Regions from separate parts of the Mus musculus genome. Here region 1 is linked to region 2. Evidence: chromatin contacts called from public Hi-C data. All regions are on one chromosome and are shown on one strand. Each heading gives the region's core, a stretch centred on a gene start, on an enhancer-like site or on the middle of the called end of the contact. The rest is flanking DNA. Distances are from core to core; before and after follow the strand shown.

The links. A called contact is a pair of places that touch in the nucleus more often than the background predicts.
Region 1: a contact with region 2 is called in a Hi-C map of the N1E-115 cell line, with 2.9 times the contacts expected there. The contact joins two enhancer-like sites. A contact is called at or near these places in 1 of 15 datasets of contacts at CTCF or cohesin (stem cell-derived epiblast-like cells), 6 of 484 Hi-C or Micro-C datasets (the N1E-115 cell line, cerebellum, cortical neurons and 3 more), 6 of 115 datasets of contacts at active chromatin or transcription factors (astrocytes, differentiating embryonic stem cells, embryonic forebrain and 3 more) and 1 of 9 other capture datasets (embryonic stem cells).

The regions. Positions count from the first base shown.
Region 1 is chr8:108,895,037-108,897,957 of GRCm38.p6, forward strand. The region is part of intron 4 of Zfhx3 (zinc finger homeobox 3); the gene reads left to right. Among named protein-coding and RNA genes, the nearest start is that of Mir3108, 40 kb to the right of the region's middle. Within about 2 kb of position 1,610, at least 138 of the 459 cell types and tissues checked have an H3K27ac peak or open chromatin away from gene starts, as enhancers often do. A contact at or near this core is called in the N1E-115 cell line and astrocytes, where this site is marked.
Region 2 is chr8:107,823,339-107,826,435 of GRCm38.p6, forward strand. The region is part of intron 2 of Gm39242 (a long non-coding RNA gene); the gene reads right to left. Among named protein-coding and RNA genes, the nearest start is that of Gm39242, 9.4 kb to the right of the region's middle. Within about 2 kb of position 1,428, at least 43 of the 459 cell types and tissues checked have an H3K27ac peak or open chromatin away from gene starts, as enhancers often do. A contact at or near this core is called in the N1E-115 cell line and astrocytes, where this site is marked.

The DNA of each region.
Region 1 (2,921 bases), core at 360-2,859, 1.1 Mb after region 2:
TAAAACAGTGCACCTAAACACTCACTGAGCCTGACAACATCTCCCCGACTATGGCTGCCATCATATAGGTATGGTTGAACTGGTCTATTGTATATATTTTGAAACAGCAGAGTTCCGCTTCTGCATGTAGGTTAGCTGATCATGTGATGCCAATGGGCAGTGGTTGTTGCTGATGTGGTAGTCTTTTTGTATGCAGGAGCTCAGATTGAAAGATGTGTGTGATACTATTTTCAACTCATGCCTGTAATTGCTGGGTATTAGTGCGCGTGTCCACGGTGCACAGAACAGCTGGTGTGACTGCTCCGAAGAGGCCAGTGGCTTGAGACAGTGCCCTAGATTGTCCCAAGAGCTGATGGCTGGAGTAGGTGTTTTCATGCTGGTCCCATGGTTGCGTGCGAGCATGGCCAGGTTCCAGCCTGGGGATCAGACTGTTGTGTTGGCCCCTTCTGCAGACACATCTGACTTTTCCAGTCCTTCTGTTTCCTGCCCCAGTCCCTCCACTATCTCCCTCCAGCTCATAGCCGCCCCCCCCCCCCACACACACACACAACAAAACCATTCTGTCATCCCTAAAATATAGAAGGATGGTTTTCAAATGCAAGAGCAGGGGAAAGAAAAGGACATTTGTTTTCTGTTAGATGAACCCTGAATAGCACCCAGACCAGCTGGGCTTTGGTAGACAGCTCAAGTCCAGGCATGCTGGACATGGCTCTGTCTCCTGTCCCTGAGCAACTCGGAAACCGAATGGCAGCCGCTGGCCAGGAATTGATTGAATTAATTGATATGCCAATAAGAGAGCTTGTTACATCCACCATTGGTTAGGAGGCCAGCTAACAAGTCTCCTGATCAATGGCACCAATAAAGATTTCATCCATTAATGAGCAACATGGTAATTAATGTTATCCATAAACCAATTAGCCTAGCTAGCTAACGCGCAGAGATTAGCCCAATGCATGGCATCACAGAAAGCGGGCAGATAACTAACTACCCATGTGGCATGGTTTGGGTCTTCAGGAAGCTCCACGGAAGAGATCCTAGCCCTCTGCAGAGTGTTCTAGGTGGAGAAAGGAAACATCTCTGATCCTGGCAGAGAGAAAAGGCTGCCAGCTTGCTGAGCCCCAACACTGGAGTGCAGCAGAGCCCCACACCTGGAGGCGCAGCTGGATAGATGCGTTTCTCTTCCTACCCTTCCGCTGAACAGCCTTCCTACAGGTCTCCAAAGGGCTGTTAGGGGTGTAATGGAATGACTGAGTCCCCAGGTCACTCTGGTCCCAGCTGGGCATGTTCTCCCTGAGGACACCCCATCTGAAGCTCACAGGCATTCCCCTGCGCTCCTGGAGGGCGGGCCATGGCCTCTTCTGGGAACCATGAGCAAGGTTGGTAAAGTAATTAAGCCCCCCAACCCCCACGTTTCACTAGGAAGAATTTTTTTTTCTTTTTTGCTAAAAGAAAAGAGAAACAGATGATTTGAAGCCGGGGCCCTTTCCCTTCCCCTGGTTTTCTGAAATGACATCAGTGGGGTGATTGCCAAGTATAACCTGGCAGCCTGGCGGCTCTGCCTGACTGCCTGAGATTTCTGGGGACCATGCAGCTCGCCAGCTCCAGCCGTGGCAGCATGCCAAGGTGACGTTCCGTGACTAAGCAGAAACAAGGGAGAGGGAGAGAGGGAGGAAGAAGGTATGTGTGGTTGGGGAGCCGGGGGAGAGAGTGGTCTGGGCAGGGTGTGGCATGGGGAGCCGGGGAGCTGAGGAGGCATGCCCGGGGGCACCAACTCAAGAGGCTGGATGTCAGGGGAGCACACTGGAAGGCCAGGAAGGGTTCCTTGGGCACTGCCTGGGGGTGGTGGTGGCACAGGGCAGCAGCCACGGATCCAGCCTGCGAGATTGCCGAATGAAGGGGTCCTGACTTCACAGGGAACCAAATGAGCCATGCACAGGAGCAGCCCAGAGGGCCTGGCCATAGAAGGAGGTGGCTTAGGGAAGCTTTTAGCAACATCAGGCCCGGGTGGTTCTCTGCAGCGGAGTTCGCTTTGCATTGTTAGGTATTGACCCTCAGAGACCCCTTGTGGATTCCCTAATTGAAAATTAATACTAGATCAATGCCATGAGCAATTTGCATATTGATCATAAACAACTTTGAAGGCACCGAGTGTGCAGTGAATCAATAGGGCCCCTGAATAGGCGGCGGAGGGAGCACCTCCCAGTACAGTACACTCCAAGAAAGGTTAATGCTTTGGGAAGTCCCTAACTGCTCAGTGTGGGGATCAGCCCCCCACACTGCACAGCATCCACAAGAGCAATTAGGGTCAGACCTAAGCAGTCGCCCCTCGACCTCCTCTGCTCCCCATCCCCAAACCCAGAGGTGGGGGCGGCTCTCTGTCTGTGTGATTCAGGGGCTGGACAGAAAGAAGGGTTTTTAGCAGTTTCCTTTTTTGGAGATAGATGAAGCCTTGGGGTGGTTTATTCTGGGAAATGCACTGTAAAAGGAACGAGCCAAGCTAAGGCTCCAGTGATTGTCCTGGCCCCTTCCCCAAACACAGTTTTGGTGAAATGAAATGGGGGGTGGGGTGGGGTGGAGCCTGGCTTTGGCGAGCTGCCTCTTCTGGCTTTTGCTCAATGAGGAAAACCCACACTAGCTTTTCCTTGGACAGAGTTGGCCCAGTCTTTGCTTCCTATTCATTGAGTTTCCACTTTCTGGCCTCTACCCCCCAGGCTCTATCATTTGCCCCCCACCTTGGGGGGGGGCATACCTTCCTGACCCTGCTCTGGCTCTCAGCCTAGTCTTTCTGCCTTTGCTACATCCCTGGCAGGCCTGGAAGGGGCTCCCAAAGGTAGGCACTTTTTACCTGACTCCCACTGCCTCCTCCCCCCTGCCTGGCCTGTCTCCAGTCCCTCTCCTCTCTTGGCGAGCGGAACAGCAAG
Region 2 (3,097 bases), core at 178-2,677:
TGATCCTTTTGGGGTTCTTGGCTTTTTGTTCTCTTGGCCCTTGGATTCTCTCTTCTCTCCCCCTTCCCCTCAGTCTCTCTCTCTCTCTTTCTGTTTCTAGGGCCCAGTTTAGTCTGGACTTTTCCTGACGTTTCTTGTCAGTGCTCTCCCTCATAGCTACAAAAAAAAAAACAAAAACAAAAAACAAAAAACAAAAAACAAAAAAAAAACAAAAAACAAAAAAACAAAAAAACAAAACAAAACCAAAACCCGAAAAAATCTTTCTTCTTAATCCAAACCAAGTGGAGCAATCATGTCTGTCTCCTTTCTTCCTTTCTTTCTTTCTTTCCTTCTTTCTTTCTTTCTTTTCTTTTCTTTCTTTCTTTCTTTCTTTCTTTCTTTCTTTCTTTCTTTCTTTCTTTCTTCTTTCTTTTAAATAAACTTATTCACTTTGGAAAACAAGTGGGGGATAGGGCTAAAGATAACGTAACATGCTCTTTAAATATACATTAACTTTCTTACTACGCTCCTTGGGTGTGGAGACTTGTTATTTTACATGTAGAGGAATTACAAATCATTCTATAGGGACATCAGGGCAGGGAATGCTGTTGCATATTAAGACTGCTGTTTGTGGATCCTTGCGAGGCTTTTCCTTAATGTGATGTAAAGGTTTGTAAGCTGTCATCTCTCTGCTTGTAGGCTGTGTTTTACATAAAATCCTTCAGCTTCATTGACGCCAACCTGGATGTCCTTATCATTGCTATTTACAGTCCTGGGGTAGTAGTGTTAAGCCCGAATGGCATTAATAAAATAATGAACCGCTAGAAATTTGGATGCTCGCAATCACTGGTACCACTCTTTTTTGACACAAATGGCCAGCCTTTCTGGAAATTTGTTTTGCTAAACCTTTTCTTCAAATTCTTCTCTTGCCCTTTGACCTTTAACTTCCTTTCCTTTCTTCCGGTGCCCTCGCTGGCTCCTGATGCACATCTTTTAATCTCCTCCCTCTTTTCTTTGCCTCCTTCCTGACTTCATTCTCCCAGTCCCTCACCTCTTCCTTCCCTTTGCCCTCTCCCTCCCCCTTTTTTCTCCGCTTCCCCTTCTCTTCTTGCCTCTCCGTTCTCTCCCCTCCCTCATCCTTTTTGCCCCTCCTCCCCCCTTTTTCTTCCCTTTCTCCTTCTCTTTTTTTGCTTCCTCCTTTTGGTCCCCCCCCCCTTTCTCTTGCCCCCCTGTTCCCTTTCTCTCTTTGTCATTTCTCTGTGTGAGACGCATTCTTCACAATACTCCATCTTCACTGCTCTGTAGTTAACTCTGGGATGATGGTGTGGAAATTGACCATTGCCTAGCAATCCCGTGTGCGGCTTCTGCCAGCGAACCTGCTCGGCCCAGTCACCCCCTTCCTAAGCTCCACAGCGCGCTCTGCCTTCCTCAGCCAGCGAGCAAGCACTTCCCAGCTCCCACTGTTTGTCGCAGTCCACCTCGACACTCCCGCATCTTCCCGGATGCTTCCTAGGGATCCTTTTGAAATTGTTGCTAGCCTTTTGTTCCAGGCGCGCTCTGAGCTCCTGGGTCAGGCAGCTCGCAGCCTCCCTGGGGCAGTGCTATGATGAATTTTGGCATGGCCAGGCTGTTTAACAACTCCATTGCAGAAGTGCCAGCTTCCTCCAAGACTGAAAGGAGCTGTGATGAGTTTTTCTTTTTTTACCCCCAAAGGCTCCACCAGGTTCCAAAAATACCAAAGATTCCCGCAGATCTCTAAATTATGTGGCAATTTTTTAGAGCCACACCTACCCACTAAAAGTGAATTTTTCTGTTGCAGGAAACACAGCTCCTCTGTGATCTTATTAGTCGAGGGCCGGGATGCTCCTGAGACACATGTTGTTGTAGTCAGTGATTTGTTATTTCAGATTTCAGGTCCTGTCCTTCTTCCCTCGTGAGTGATTATCAATCGCGTGTTTTTGCCTTTTTACAAGTCATAATTGCTATGAAAGATTCTGCCAATTAGTTTAATGTTTGTCTTTTCAGAAACGTTTAGAAGGTGTCCATACTGAGTATACATATTTTAAAAAAATTTTTTTTACTTTAGATTATTTGTGTGGGCGTTTTGCCTGCTTGTCCGTAAGTATACTACATCTGTACCTAGTGTCCTTAGAGACCAGAGAGAGGTTCCCTAGTGCTACAGTTACAGGCAGTGTGAGCTACCAAGTTGGGTGCTGGGAACTGAACCCAGACTCTCTGCAAGAGCAGTAAGTTCTCTTTACCATGGAGTTGTGCCTTTAGCCTCCATGATTCTCTTTTTTTGAGGGTTGAACCAGTTATTTTAGAACCAGTCTGTTTCTGCTTGCATGTGAAAAATTATTTAAATTAGGGTATGTGGCCATCCATTCATATCTGTGGCTTCTGTATTCGTGGGCTTCAACAGCATACAAAAAAATTAGGGAAAGAGTTGTATCTGCTATAGGCAGGTATAGACTGTTCTTGTCATAATTTTTGAAACAGTGCACTGCAGGATCTGTTCACACAGCAATCTACACATGAGTTAAATATACAGGGGGGTGGGCTGAGGGGGAACCTCGGTCTAAGGTAGAGAGCATATGTATGTATTGCCATTTTTGTTTACTTTTCCTCCCTCCCTCCCTCCCTGCTTCCCTCCCTCCCTTTCCCTTTTTTCCTTTTTTCTTTTTTTCCCTTTTTCCCCCTTTCCCCCTTTCCCCCCTTTTCCCTTTCCCTTTTCCTTTTCCTTCCTTCCTTTCTCTCTTTCTCTCTTTGTTCCTTTCTCTCTCCCTCTCTCTCTTAGACATAGTTTCTCTATGTAGCCCAGGCTGGCCTAGAATTCACAATGTAACTCAGAATGGCCTCCAACTCCCTGTTTTTCTCCTGCCTCAGCCTCCCAGTGCTGAGATTACAGGTCCTACTTATTTTGCTATTTAGAAGTTTATTTTTATAGTGCGTGTGCATGTGTGCATGTATGTGTGTGTGGGAGTATGTATATGTGTGTATATGTGTATGTGTGTGTGCATGTGTGTGTATGTGTGTATATGTATATATTTGTATGCATGTGCATGTGAGTATGTATGTGTGTACATGTGTATATCTGTATGCATATATGTATGTGTGT